4 separate regions of the Mus musculus genome follow, and all the other regions are linked to region 2. A link is a contact called in public promoter capture Hi-C data. All regions are on one chromosome and are shown on one strand. Each heading gives the region's core, a stretch centred on a gene start, on an enhancer-like site or on the middle of the called end of the contact. The rest is flanking DNA. Distances are from core to core; before and after follow the strand shown.

The links. Promoter capture Hi-C pulls out the DNA fragments that hold promoters and counts their contacts.
Region 1: a promoter capture Hi-C map of pre-B cells shows a contact between it and region 2. The contact joins the promoter of Slc25a21 here to the promoter of Sec23a in region 2. A contact is called at or near these places in 6 of 39 promoter capture datasets (the C10 cell line, cranial neural crest, frontonasal cranial neural crest and 3 more).
Region 3: a contact with region 2 is called in a promoter capture Hi-C map of hippocampal neurons, with 6 times the contacts expected there. The contact joins the enhancer-like site here to the promoter of Sec23a in region 2. A contact is called at or near these places in 8 of 39 promoter capture datasets (the 3T3-L1 cell line, the C10 cell line, cranial neural crest and 5 more), 6 of 115 datasets of contacts at active chromatin or transcription factors (the 230-238 cell line, astrocytes, forebrain and 3 more) and 1 of 9 other capture datasets (pancreatic islet).
Region 4: a contact with region 2 is called in a promoter capture Hi-C map of liver, with 2.4 times the contacts expected there. The contact joins the enhancer-like site here to the promoter of Sec23a in region 2. A contact is called at or near these places in 4 of 39 promoter capture datasets (the 3T3-L1 cell line, cranial neural crest, hippocampal neurons and 1 more) and 3 of 115 datasets of contacts at active chromatin or transcription factors (embryonic stem cells, pancreatic cancer cells and stem cell-derived neural progenitor cells).

Annotation. Positions count from the first base shown.
Region 1 is chr12:57,195,523-57,198,990 of GRCm38.p6, forward strand. It overlaps Slc25a21 (solute carrier family 25 (mitochondrial oxodicarboxylate carrier), member 21), which reads right to left and starts at 1,950. Exons shown (of 10, transcript NM_172577.3): 1 at 1,351-1,950. The coding sequence starts at 1,417.
Region 2 is chr12:59,010,037-59,013,286 of GRCm38.p6, forward strand. Sec23a (SEC23 homolog A, COPII coat complex component) reads right to left here and starts at 1,981. Exons shown (of 20, transcript NM_009147.2): 1 at 1,810-1,981.
Region 3 is chr12:57,274,172-57,277,504 of GRCm38.p6, forward strand. All of the region lies in intron 1 of Mipol1 (mirror-image polydactyly 1), which reads left to right. Among named protein-coding and RNA genes, the nearest start is that of Mipol1, 45 kb to the left of the region's middle. Within about 2 kb of position 1,525, at least 3 of the 459 cell types and tissues checked have an H3K27ac peak or open chromatin away from gene starts, as enhancers often do.
Region 4 is chr12:57,499,039-57,502,254 of GRCm38.p6, forward strand. No RefSeq gene overlaps it. Among named protein-coding and RNA genes, the nearest start is that of Gm20016, 6.4 kb to the right of the region's middle. Within about 2 kb of position 1,308, at least 2 of the 459 cell types and tissues checked have an H3K27ac peak or open chromatin away from gene starts, as enhancers often do.

The DNA.
Region 1 (3,468 bases), core at 700-3,199, 1.8 Mb before region 2:
CAGGTAGATTTCTGATTTCGAGGCCAGCCTGGTCTACAAAGTGAGTTCCGGGACAGCCAGGGCAATACAGAGAAACCCTGTCTCGAAAAACCAAAATAAATAAATAAATAAATAAATAAATAAATAATAATAATAATGATGATGATGATGATGATGATGATGATGATACATGATGGCATAAATGCATCTGTGCCAAATATTTATCCAGAAATATGCAGCATAAACAGGATTAGAGTCTGATTTATTTTTTAACAGTCTTTGAGTATAACTGTGACTATACATGTTGTGATTATACAAACCAACAGAGATACCTGTAAGTCACTGGGCACAGCCTGGGATGTTAAGCAACTTTGCTTTCCCTATGGTCAAGCATATATATATATATATATATATATATATATATATATATATATATATATTTCATTTTCATAACTGTATCTTGTTAAAGTACGCAAATTATGTGACATATCTGGATGCTTTTGATACCCCAGAGATGCAGCTAGTTCATGACATAAAACTACTCAGAGTTTGAAGCACTCCATTATTTAAAAGTTCATATTTTCTTGAAAGTAAATGTTACTAAGTATATATTGAGTATCTTTTAGTCAACTTTAATACTATTTCATTGTTATAATAATTTATTAAAATAACAAAACTTATGAACTGTTACAGCCTAATATTAAAAATATTAAAAATTAGGCATACGCATAATTTAATGGCGAGCAACTTCTTCCAAGTTGCACAGTAATTATTACCAAGCTGGCTTTAACAGATCTTTTTGTAAAGTCTCTCCCACATCATAGCTCTCCACAGATTAATGTGAGTCCATTACATCAAAGGTGTTTACATTTGTTAGCACGAGCGTTTAATTTTAATATATTTATGGCGTGCATAGATCCCCAAGAAGCGCAGTAAAAAGAATCCCTGCGAAGAGAGCTATGCTAAGATCCTCTTTAGCTTGGGCCTTGGAAGAAACTTGCTAAGAAACTTAAGTAAGACCGAACTGGAACTGAATCCTTTTTTGTGTAAAATAGCTGTCAAAGCGAAGAAAAGGACGGGAGGGGGAAGCTTTCTCAAAGTCACAGTAAGTTTCAGGGACTGGCGAATCCTTTCATGCTCCATTCTAGGAACAGAGAACCCCCGGGGACCCTAGAGCAGAGCAGCTAGTGGGGACTGCACCCAAAAGAGCCGCCGCCGGCTGCTCGGCTCTTCGCAGAGGAGTCAGAGTAGAAGATTTAGGAGGACGCACTCGCACACAAAACTTCGGTTGGAAGGCGAGCCTGGGGGACAGTTGTCGGGTGGTGCGGCGGAGGAGCGGCGGGCGCGCGGGGAGCGAGCGGACAGCCTTACCTGCAGACCCTCCGGCCGCGACCTGCCTGGAGGTCTCGTGCAGTAAGCTGACGTTGGAGGCCGACATCTTCGCGACCAGGGGACCGGGTGACCAAGTTGCCCGAGCGAGCTCCTCTGAAGGCCGCCGCCGATGGAGACCGGGCCCCGTCGGTCCTGGGGCTGAACTCTTCCCGGTGTGGCTGCGATCCAGCTAAAGGCGGCGGTTCGGGCACCGAGTCGCCGCGAGGTTGGCGGAGGGGGTCCGAACTTGCCCAGCGCTGCCTAAGGCTGCCCTTTCCACCGGGGCACCGGAGGGGGAACACTGACAACTGGGGGCTGGGTAGACTTGACCTAGCTCGGTGGGTCAGGCTCGAGCTTCAAGATAGGGGCTTATGAATTTGCCTATCGAGACCTACTGCGGAGTTTGTTTAGCTGGCTGCTTATCTAAGGGCTGCCTTAGCTAGCTGCGACTGTGATGTAGCCGCGGGTGACCCTTGCCCTCCAGGCAGGCTAAAATACGGTACTATTCAAAAGAAGGGATAGTGAGGAAATTCCTCCAAGTTAGTCAACCAGAAATTGAAGGCCACAGCAACTAGATCAGAGCAGATCTGACTTACAAAGTGCAGTAACTGTGCGGGGGAAGTGGTTTTGGACTTTTATTTCATGCATAATAAACTGAGTTTTACTTACTGAAAACCATAAAGGACTTGTTATTCAAGTGTCCTGTGCCCAGTTCACAGGGTCACCACGCTGCGCACAATATGACAGACTTGTCAGAAAGCCGAGTTCTTTGGGCTTAGGGCCTAGAAACCTGTTTTAAGCAGTTCTCTGTTAGGAACAGTAGGTAGACATGAAAGAGGAGCACCAATAACCTGCTTATTTCTTTCTACAAAATGTGGAATTAACTCACACTAGCTCTTTAGAATCACTGACAAAACAAAAGTACCAGTTAGTGCCTGTTAGTGAACCACAAGGTGCAAACTGCAGTATAAGAGAAACACAGGAGTCAGATATTTAGAACGCTCACCACACCCCTGACAGGCCGGAGATGATAAGAGAAAGTACTGTGGAAACCCCGCTGCTGTTATTTCTAAAACGTAGTGTTTAATGCATATATTCTGGGCCATATAAACTGCCGTTGTTCTCTGTCAAAAACATGGGTATGTGCAATTTAAAATAATACAATGTCAAATCAAATATACGAAATGAATACTTATATCTTATTTTCATTCTTTGAGCTATTAAATGTCGGTGGTAGTGAGCTGGGGAGATGGCTCAGTCAGTAAAGTGCTTGCCATGCAAGCCTAAGGACCAAAATCCAGTTTCCCTGCACATGTAAGACAGTATTAGTCTGGGTCTGTAATCCTAGCGCTGAGAATGCAAAGATAGGCACATCCCTGGAGCTGTCTGGTTGGTGAGGTCTAGCCAAACAGTTCAGTTCAGTTATAGGTCTTGTCTCCAAAGGTAAAATGGAGAACAACTGAAGATCCCCAACAGTAACCTCTAGCTACCAAACACTCCTGTTGCATGTATCTGCTGACATACATACACACACACACACACATACCACCACATGTATACACACATGCACACACACACACCACATATACACATGCATACATACCACATGTACAGACACACACCCCACATGGACACACACATGAACACACACACATCTCCCACATGGACACACACACCCCACATAGACACACACATACACACACCACATGTATGCATATACCACATGGATACACACTCCACATGTAGACACACACACACATACCATATGTACAGACACACACACCACATGTACACACAGTTATGTGCCTGTACCACCTGACTAGGAAAGTTACATACCATGAGGAATTGGGTAAATGTGTTGCTTATGTGATCAGATACACAAAAATGGTTTGTTTTTTTAAATTTTCCACTGGGCATGGTGACACACGCCTTTAATCCCAGCACTTGGGAAGCAGAGGCAGGCGGATTTCTGAGTTCGAGGCCAGCCTGGTCTACAGAGTGAGTTCCAGGACAGCCAGGGCTACACAGAGAATCCCTGTCTTGAAAAAAACAAAAAAATAAAATAAAATTTTCCAGATTGAAAATATTCATCAATACCAAATGGACAGGCTTGAAAAC
Region 2 (3,250 bases), core at 731-3,230:
CCTGTCACAAACCTCCTTAGTGTGATGATCTATTTGGCAAGCGCCTGATCATCCAATACGAACATTAGCCGAAAAATAGAGCCAAGCTTGTTGGAACAGGACTTTAATCCTAGCACGTAGGAGGCAGAGGCAGATGGATCTCTTGTCAGTTCCAGACCTGCCATAGTAAGACCCTGTTTGAAACACATACACACACACACACATCCTGAAATATTGTTATAATGCAGATTTTACAAACTCATCTTCTTAAAACGTGATAAAGATACAAAAGGCCATTTTTTTAAAAAAAAGTCACATTTTTTCAATAATTTATTGCAGTGATGACTATTTTAATTAAGTAATTTCTCCTGATAGAGTCAAAGCCTCATGTCACTTTATCATAACACAGCAAACACTTTCCTACATCCTGAAAGGCTTCCCATAGTATCGGTTTTCTCTATTCCATTTTTACCCCCTTATGCATTCCTAATGGGAAAACATACAAATTTTAAGTAAATTAGTTATCTGTTACCACCTTACCTCCCTACATTTCAGTTGCAAGTTTTCTTTTATATATATTTATTTCATTTTTGTCTATTGGTGTTTTGCCTGTATCTGCCTGTATACTATGTGTGTGCAGTACCTGTGGAAGCCAGAAGTGGGTGGTGGATCCTCTACCAATGGAGTTGCTTGTTAACCACTAGTGAGCTGGGGGTTGAGATGAAAGGTATGTGGGTGTGTTACAAATCGTTGTAAATAGGTAATGAGGCACTGTGTGTGTAAGTGTATTACAAGAGGTTGTAAGCCAGTAGTGAGTTCTCTGTGTGAGTGTGTGTTTCTGTGCCCGTGTATGTGTGTGTATTCATGTGGATGAGCAACCAGTGCTCTTAACTTCTGAGCCATCTTCCCAGGCCCAGTTGTAAAATTTCCAATGAAATAGACTGAGTAACAAATTTTTGCTCTTGGGCAATAAACTTCTCTGGCCTTCAAATTTCACATCAGTTATGTGAGAATTTTGGGGGCAATAATAAAATTGGTCATTGAAACAATTAAAAAACAAAGGCCCTCTGATGATGCTGGAAAGAAGGAAGATGTTAGTATACATTTAAATTTAAATTTCTTTCAGTAAATGTGCCTAGCTATCCGTGGTTTAGGGTGGGGTTGTGTTAAGACAGGACAGAAGTTTAGCTGACGAGATGAATTAGACATCTCCAACTCTACTCTACCTATGGATTTATTTACCTCTTCCTGTTCCTCTCCCACAAACAGTAAAGCTCTACAGACAGAATAAATGCCCCAGTGCATGGTATTGCTCAGTTCTGAAACCTGATCATTAATAATCAAGGCCCCAGGCACTAGCTATACCTGGTGGTTTTTTCTTTAACCTTTATAAGGCCCAAGGCCGAATTACAGGTGATGTAGTCACCTGGGTTCAAAGTCTAGGGCACTCCTGGGCAGTCAAGAAACGAACCTAGAGGCCCCAGGGCACAGGAGCCTTGGGCAGGGTTGGCAAAGCGTGTCACCCAGGAGGTGGGGGTGGGTGCAGAGCCAGATGCTCAGACCCTCGGTCTCCATCCTGCTACGGTCCTTCCACCTAAACTAAGAGGACTAAAGACGAGGGCGCTCCGTCGCCATGACAAGCACAGGGTTCAGCGATCTCGGTTCGGCGCTGGGCCACAGCCTCCGGCACGCCCCGCTGCTTATGCGAGAGCACAGCCGGGACAGAGCCAACAATCCTGACACTCCGGCCCGCCGCCCGCCTCCCAGCTCCGACTAAGACCCCGGTGGAGCAGAGGTGGCTGCCACGCTAGTCCTTACCACAGTACCTACCTAGAAGCTCCGTGACGGCCACAGCCTCCGCCTTGCACAGTCGTCAGTCCGCTCCAAAGCCCTGTAGCAGCCGTGGCACCGCAATCAGGGGCGGCCCCGCCCCGCCCCCGGCCTCTTGGAGGGCCTGGGCCAGGACAACATGGCTGGTGCCGCCTCTGCCACGTCAAAGGGGAGGAGGCGGGGAGGGGCGACCAGCGAAGGGGCGGGAACAGTCCCGGAAGAGGCGGGGCGCGCAGGAGGTAATGGGCGCGTTGAGTGGCGGAAAAGATGAACCGGGAGTAATAAAGAGGGTGGGGCGAGCGTGAAAGACGGCCAAGCAAAGCGGAGGGCGGGGACAATTCAGGAAGGGGCGGGGCTAGCAGGAAGCGATGCGATAGCCAGGGCGGTGGAGGAAGGGAGGTAACCGGAGTAATAAAGGGTGGGATGTGGCCGCTCGAGGCCGTGTGTAGGATTAAGGTTAAAATACCTGACTAGGGCATTGCTAGCCCCAGAAAAAAAGAAAAAAAATGTTAACCACCAGATGTAGCTTTCACGTCTACTGTTTGCTTGAACGATTGTTTTTGTTTTCTAGTATATAGAAAAGGCTCTTGCAAGTTTTTTTCCTGACATTGTATCCGTGTCCAAAGAGGAGAAAGAACGAAGCACGAGTTAACAATTATTTGAAGTATTCGCTAGAAAATAGATGCTCGGATTCTCCTCTAATTTTGGGTTTTCGTCTGTGTGTTGTCAAGAGCCAATGAGAAGGCTTGGCTCAGGGACCTCACTTGCCTAGAACTCATAAGGCAGAAAAAGAAACTTTACTCCCAGAAGTTGTATTCTGACCTCCTCACCGACCCACAAGCAATCGCAAAATAGTAATTTTAAAGTTTTTAAGTATCTCACTCGGCTAGTGGTGATGGTTCATGCCTGTAATCTCAATAGTCAAGGTTAAAAAAAAAAAAAAAAAAAAAAAAAAAAAGGCAGCCCAGCTTACGTTACACTGCAAACTGTAGACCCTTCTAAGCCACAGAAGAGACAGTCTCAAAAACCTAAAAATTATCCTCGTGTGATACTTGGTACTCCAGAAGCTGAGGCCAGGGGATCGGATCACTACAAGTTTGAGACTCCTTGAGCTACCTAATGAGTTCCAGAACAGCCTCAACTAAACTTTAAGATGCTATCCGAAAAAGTGAAAAACAAAACAAAAAGTTCTGCATTCATCCACTCTGTTCCCCGCGAAGTCAGAAAGACACCACCCTAAGGGGTTGTAAGATTTAGACGAATGTAACGTGTTTACAAATGGTTAAAGGCTTTAGTACTCTAAAAATGACGATTATAGCGATATTGTTCATTAATTTTAAAAATATTAAAGATTTCAAAGTTCATCCTCAGTCCCTGCCGCCTACCCAAGCTTTAGACGAGAAAATGGGATTAGACAGAGCGACCTAGAAACTCTTCAGGA
Region 3 (3,333 bases), core at 275-2,774, 1.7 Mb before region 2:
GTACCCCGGAGCTCTTGACTCTAGCTGCATATGTATCAAAAGATGGCCTAGTCGGCCATCACTGGAAAGAGAGGCCCATTGGACTTGCAAACTTTATATGCCCCAGTACAGGGGAACCCCAGGGCCAAAAACGGGGAGTGGGTGGGTAGGGGATTGGGGGGGTGGGTATGGGGGACTTTTGGGATAGCATTGAAAATGTAAATGAGGAAAATACCTAATAAATAAATAAATAAAAACACGAAGAACTTGAAAAAATAGCATATATTAATTAGTTTATTAAATACTTTTTCTGGATTCTGTACAATTGTATTCCTTAATTTTGTAGGTAATATTTTAAATTCAGTTAATTTTCTAATTTGAGATAGTTTTTGAAAATTAAAAAAAGTTTTGATTGAAAGTGTACATCTCTGTCCTAAGAAACACCTTTTTAAAGGCTTGTTTCTTTATGTATTTGGGTACTTTGTATGCATGTATATCTGCACACCAGAGGACAACATCAGACAGGTGTCGGCTGCCATGTGGGTGCTGGGAATTGAACTCAGGTCCTTTTGGAAGAGCAGTGAGTGCTCTTAACCACTGAATCATCTCTCTAGCCCCAAAAACTCTTTATAGTTTGGTAAAACAGAGATATCATAACAAATTTAATTTGTAATTACATTTTCTTTCTTCTTCTTCTTCTTCAAAAAAAAAAAAAACCCTTATAGGTTGACCTCTTATTTATGGTTTTCCTTGCCACATTGATTATTTTAATCTTAGCTATAGAATAACTATTTTAGGATTATATACGTACTTTTTATTAATGGAATAGTTTGTTAGCTTATTAAGTTGACTCTAAAAATTACTCAAGGTTGTTGTAGTTTCTCTGAAATATGGATGGTATTAGCTGCAACCTTGTTGTTATTATATAAGAAATTCAAGCTATAATCCAGATAGTTATTTTAGTATATTTAAATCTTGTTTCTAGCAGTTGTATTCCATTAATTTAGAAGCTTTACAATTGACACTGTCAAATGCATAGCTTGCATGCACCACTGCTTATTAGAAACAAGTTGGTTATGCTGTCTTTGGGACTTACTTAACTAAACACTATGAGTTATGGAGCTGTTCACGTGTTCAAGACTGAGTTTAACTCTTTGTATTAGTCAGCACTGTACCTATTCTCATAAACATGCCTCTGCTAATGTTTTTCTCGGTAACAGTTTATAGTTAACCTTTTAAAACTATGGAGTATTAAGTGGGTTTTTTTTCAGTGATAGAAAACTAGTTATTAATGTGATGTAGAGTCATTTGGATACTCTCTATGCTTAGTTTTAAAATTTATTTTAGAAGGATTTCTCTGGTAGCTGTTTTACTTGATTTCAAGTGGCTGTGCTTAACAATTGTCATTAGAGATTGATTTGACTTGCTCTAATGCTTTTTACCTTTGCTATGCCAAGAACTCCAGTTGGTTGTGTGGCAATGTAAGCTTTTGTGTGCAGGAGTATGCCATTGCATCAGAACTTGGCACTCACATGAATCTTAAGAAAACAGGCTGTTTGTTCCCCCAAGAAACTATTCTATAAGCTGGCTGTTTTTATAGTCTGTTCTGTTGTAGATTAAGTGATTTAGTTTAGTTTGGCTTGGGGCAAAACGTTTCAGGATATTTTATAAAATCCTGGTATATGATTAGCCCTCTGAAAATAATACTAGTTTTAAAGTTTTGCTTTTTTTTTTTTTTTTTTAATCACTGGGCTGTGCCATGTTATGTATTCTCAAGTGTTATTTGTAACTTGGATTAGTTATATTTCAAAACGGCATATGTTCATCTTCTTTGTAAATTTTGAAAATGTAGAACAGTAGATGTTCATTTTTTTTCCCTAATTTGATGACCTGTCATGACTATTGGGGTTGCTCAGAGAGGGGAGGGGTGTTAGAGGAGTGAATGAGTTTGAGTGAATGCATGGGATTGAGAGTGTAAGGAATTGGCACGTGGCTTTATGAATGCTGACAAGTCACACGATTTGCAGTTCCCTGGTAAGTATGGAGGCCCTGTAGCATAGTTCCATCCCCAGTCTGTAGGCCCGAGAACCAGGGGCCCTTATGGTGTAGTTCCGAGTATGAAGCCCAGCATCCTTGACCAAACAAAGCTAGCACTGAGTGTGAAGACTGTTGCCGTCTGAAGACAGTCAGACAGTTTTCTCTCTGCAGGCCTTTTGTTTTGTTCTGCAGGTCTTCCACTGACTGACTGTACAGCCCACTAATAAGGAAGGGCAGTCTATTTTACCAAGTCTGTTGATTTCAGATGTCGGACTTATCCAGATACATACTCAGGACATATTCCTTGATTAAGCAGCCGATATCTAGCCAAGTTGACAGATACAGTCTTTATCACAATGGCTTTACTGATAGGAAGTAGTCTTAAAAAAAAAAAAAAAGAAAAGAAACTTGTTATGACTAAAGTAACATACTTAAGAGGAATTATATGATGTAGCAAAATAGTCATAATGTAGAATAATTTATTTTCATTATACATTTTAAAACTTTCGACTCCTGAATTCTGAGGAGAGGTTTCTTGTTGGTCCAAGAAATACAATTTTAAGAAACAGTTGTGTCAGACATGTTGATATATCCTTTTAAATGAGCCTGTGATCCCTCTGCTCAGGGGCCTAAGCCAGAAAGACTTGAATTTGAAACCATCCTGCTCTATGTAGAGTTCAAGGACAGCATGCTGAAAAGATCCAAGGGATGGTATGTAGCATCAATACCGTGCCTATGTGCAAGGCCCTAGACGTATTCTTCAGGCCTGTAATACAAACTTGGTTAAATGCCAGGAACCCCTACCATACATAGGTATTAATATATTTTGAGCTTTTTCATATACATAACCCAAGCAAGCAAATAACGGTAACAAACTGTAAGTACAAAAGGCTGGTTGGGCAATAATGTTTTCAGTGTTTCAAGAGAGTCATTAAAGATAGCTTCCTTTCTATTTGTATTGGCTCTCTCTGGTGGAATGTGATGCCTTAATGGTTCCCAGGCAAATCACAGAGTTACTTATAAATATTTAAATTTTAAATAAAAATGAAGACACACAGTAAAATAACATTATACTTACAGATATGAACATTTCTTTCTCTGATTGTCACCATCTCTGTCTAACTCTAAGATCTTTTCTGTAGATAATTAATTCACAGCAAGTAATTTCATTTGTGTCCATTTTAAAGAAAAATACAGTACCTATTTAAGCATATTCAAATATAAATATATTTAAAATTTTTTGTTTTTCATGTATCCATATACTATTTGTCTGTATTGTTTTGACAAAGAATATATTTCTTTTCTTTTTTTAAAGCA
Region 4 (3,216 bases), core at 58-2,557, 1.5 Mb before region 2:
TTTTTATTGATTCTTTGAATATCTCCTACAGTGTATTTTAATATTTATCCCTACCTGCTCCCCTTAGCTCTTCCAAGATCCTTCACCAAATCCTTATCTGCCCCAACTTTGGATCTTTATTTTTAATTTAATAGCCTAGCAACTAAATTTTGTGCTATCTGGGTAATTATTGGTACAGAGAAATCCACTCGAGCACAGCAAAGATTTTAATGTCTCTGCTACAGAGATGCCCTCATGGTCAAGTCATTTATTGTTCTTGCAGAAAACCCAGGTTGGTTCCCATTACCCAAGTCAGGTGCCTCATAGCTTTCTATAGCTCTTATCTGCAAGATACAACACCCTCTGGCCTCCGTGGGCACCTGTATTCACACAAACACACAAAAGTTAAGCAAGCACACACACACCATAAATAAAAAGTTAAATAGGGCAGCAATTAGAAGCAATGTCTTGAAAGATACATTTTTAAGTTCTGTCATCTCTGCTACCATTGTTCTTTACAGATAGGCATGAGTTCTCTAGTGATCTAAAGATTAGATACATCTCTTTCTGTGTAGTTCAACATGAACTACATATGCAAATCCCTTGATATTACTGTCACCTCTGTGTACTATAGAACAAGTGCTTTGCCTCAACATTCACTTAGACATAGGTAGGCGTATTCTAAACTACCTTTCATTTGGTCTGTTGCTAAAACCCAATGCTGCAGTGTTACAAAAGTGGTAATGTATATTTCCAACACACTCTGCTTCCTACAACGCATATTTGATAAAAAATAAATAAATAAAACAGTTACAGGTAAAGTGGTGGGTTATAAGAAACATATAAGCATTGCAACAAAATTAATGATTAATACATAATAACTTTGAGTTTGATAAATAAGCCATTGTGTTTTAAACTAATTAACAAAAAAACTTTTTGAAATAAATATTTTAAGCTTCTATTTTGTGTGTTTCCTTATCAAAATAAACTGAAGAATCTTATTGGATAACTTACTAATAGAATTTGCTTATTTCACACACAAAAAAAAGGTTTAAAAGATTTAAAAGATTTATAGACTTGATAAGCAAAAGGGTACATAGAAATTAATCTGCATCTAGTTTTTTAGAGATTATAATAACTTCTTGAAGTTCCCATTGTCAAATGGTGATTATACATAAGGCATTATATGATGTAATAACCATAACAGATGTTCAGTCATCTTACATGCAGTTTGCGTCGTTCACAAATTTTTCACATATATTAGTGTGTTTTTGGTAACTCATTTACAGTTAACCTCTGAATCTGGTTATTACATACATAACCACAAATAAACACAAAAGCCTATTTGCCTGTTTAAAATTGATTTGTAAGTCGGTTGTCAGGCTCCAGCGAGCAGCATTTTGTGCATGTTTGGTTGGAAGCGCATGTGGTTTCTGGGGCTTTTAAACAAATACATGAACTGGTTGAAAGATTTATATTGCCCATGCTTAGCTAAATATGTCATCTCCAGAAAAGATGTGATTTATTTTGGCACCATTCTAAAACTCAAATATTTTAAACATTTGTTAAGTTGGAGCTTGCACATTTGAACTAGTAGCCTACGTTCCAAACTAGCGTCTCAAGTTACCAAATGTTTTGTAATCCTTTTACTGAAATAGCCCTTACTGAAAAGCTTCTCTTTCACTGCGTTCCTTAGGATGAGTTTACATCTATAGAGGTTGAAGTTGTTTTTAATGTAGGTCTTCACAAACTTGACAATGACAAATGTGTATTTTTAAGAATCATGAAAGTGATTTTTACCGCGCAGCCTTCCTATGCTCACCCTTGATTCTGCTGTTCTCTGGTGTGTTTTCACAATATGCTGGCACTTGGGAAGCCACCCGCTTAACTATCCAGCTATTAACAAGGATACATTTTAATGCACCAACTATCTAAATGCACCAATGTATCTAAAACTTGTGTTTACTTTTTAGTCACATAAAATTCCTTATCTCAAATCCTACATGTTTTAATACAGTTCCTACACATTGATCTTAATCAAATTTATAAGTATACAATACTGAAGACATTGTACTAGGCATTCATTGTGAAATATATTGCAGTGAAGAAGATCAAGTTACAAACTATTTATTATTTCCTTAATACAGATAAAGGTTGATAAGAGCAAACCTATGAGGTACCCTACAAGCCTCCCTAAGCTATTCCATCTGAACTGAAGTTCCTACCCGCTCAGTCTCTCTGGAGCTGCAGCATGAGCGGGGCTACACTGTGCCTTAAGTCCCAAAGCAGACCTCTTCCACCAGCTCCGTGGCTCCCACAAGCTCTTGTAAGTTAATATAGGGCCATCAGGGATGATTTTCAAGAGAAGGGAGATAGAAATGAGTGCTATAAAGGCTTAAAGAGGAGTAATGGAACGGGAGGGGTTAAACTGTGGTAAGAGGGAGGCAGACAGGATAAAGACAGTAGTACAGAGAGGAATAACACTAAGGATCAAAAAGATCACATGCAAACACTTAAAAGAGTGTACGGAAACTTACCACTATAGAAGCTTCCTAAAATAATATAACCGTATGACATGTACCTAGCGAGTTTAAATGGACTTACCATATAACAAAAATGTGACGTCCCTACTGTGTATCACAGGCTAACAATGGAAAAGCCCAGTGCTACTGATTTTGGAGTTCTTGGCCAGTGAGATTCGATAGACAACCTCTAAATAGTACAGACAATGCTCTTGGTTACCCTCAGAAACTTAGGAGTCAGATCCTCTTGCTGAAGGTACCACATACTTGAGTCACTGGGCATGGAGAAATCGAGTTGACATTGCCCTGGAAGGTTCATTCCCTACTGTCCAGCCTTCACAGTGCTGGAAGATGCTATGTAAACTAGAGGGAGGTGGGGATATGGAGTGATCATCAGCCTTATCCAGATGTGAACTCTGAGAGGTCTAATACCAAACAGCCTGTCGTCAACACACGCCCTCTGTATAATAATGGCTCAAATGTTATGGGTATGACCAACCATCTCTGATAGATTTAAGTCCCACTCCATAACATGAAAGAAATCTATACTTGGCAATATTATCTGAACTAAGAACCTGTGTCAAGACAGGTCATAATCCCTAGGGGAGAACCAACTACTACTATTCTGATAAATGGACACAGTGCTAAAAATGACTCCTAATGGTTTATCATTATACTCATAGATTATTGCATCTCTCCACCCTCACCAGAGAAG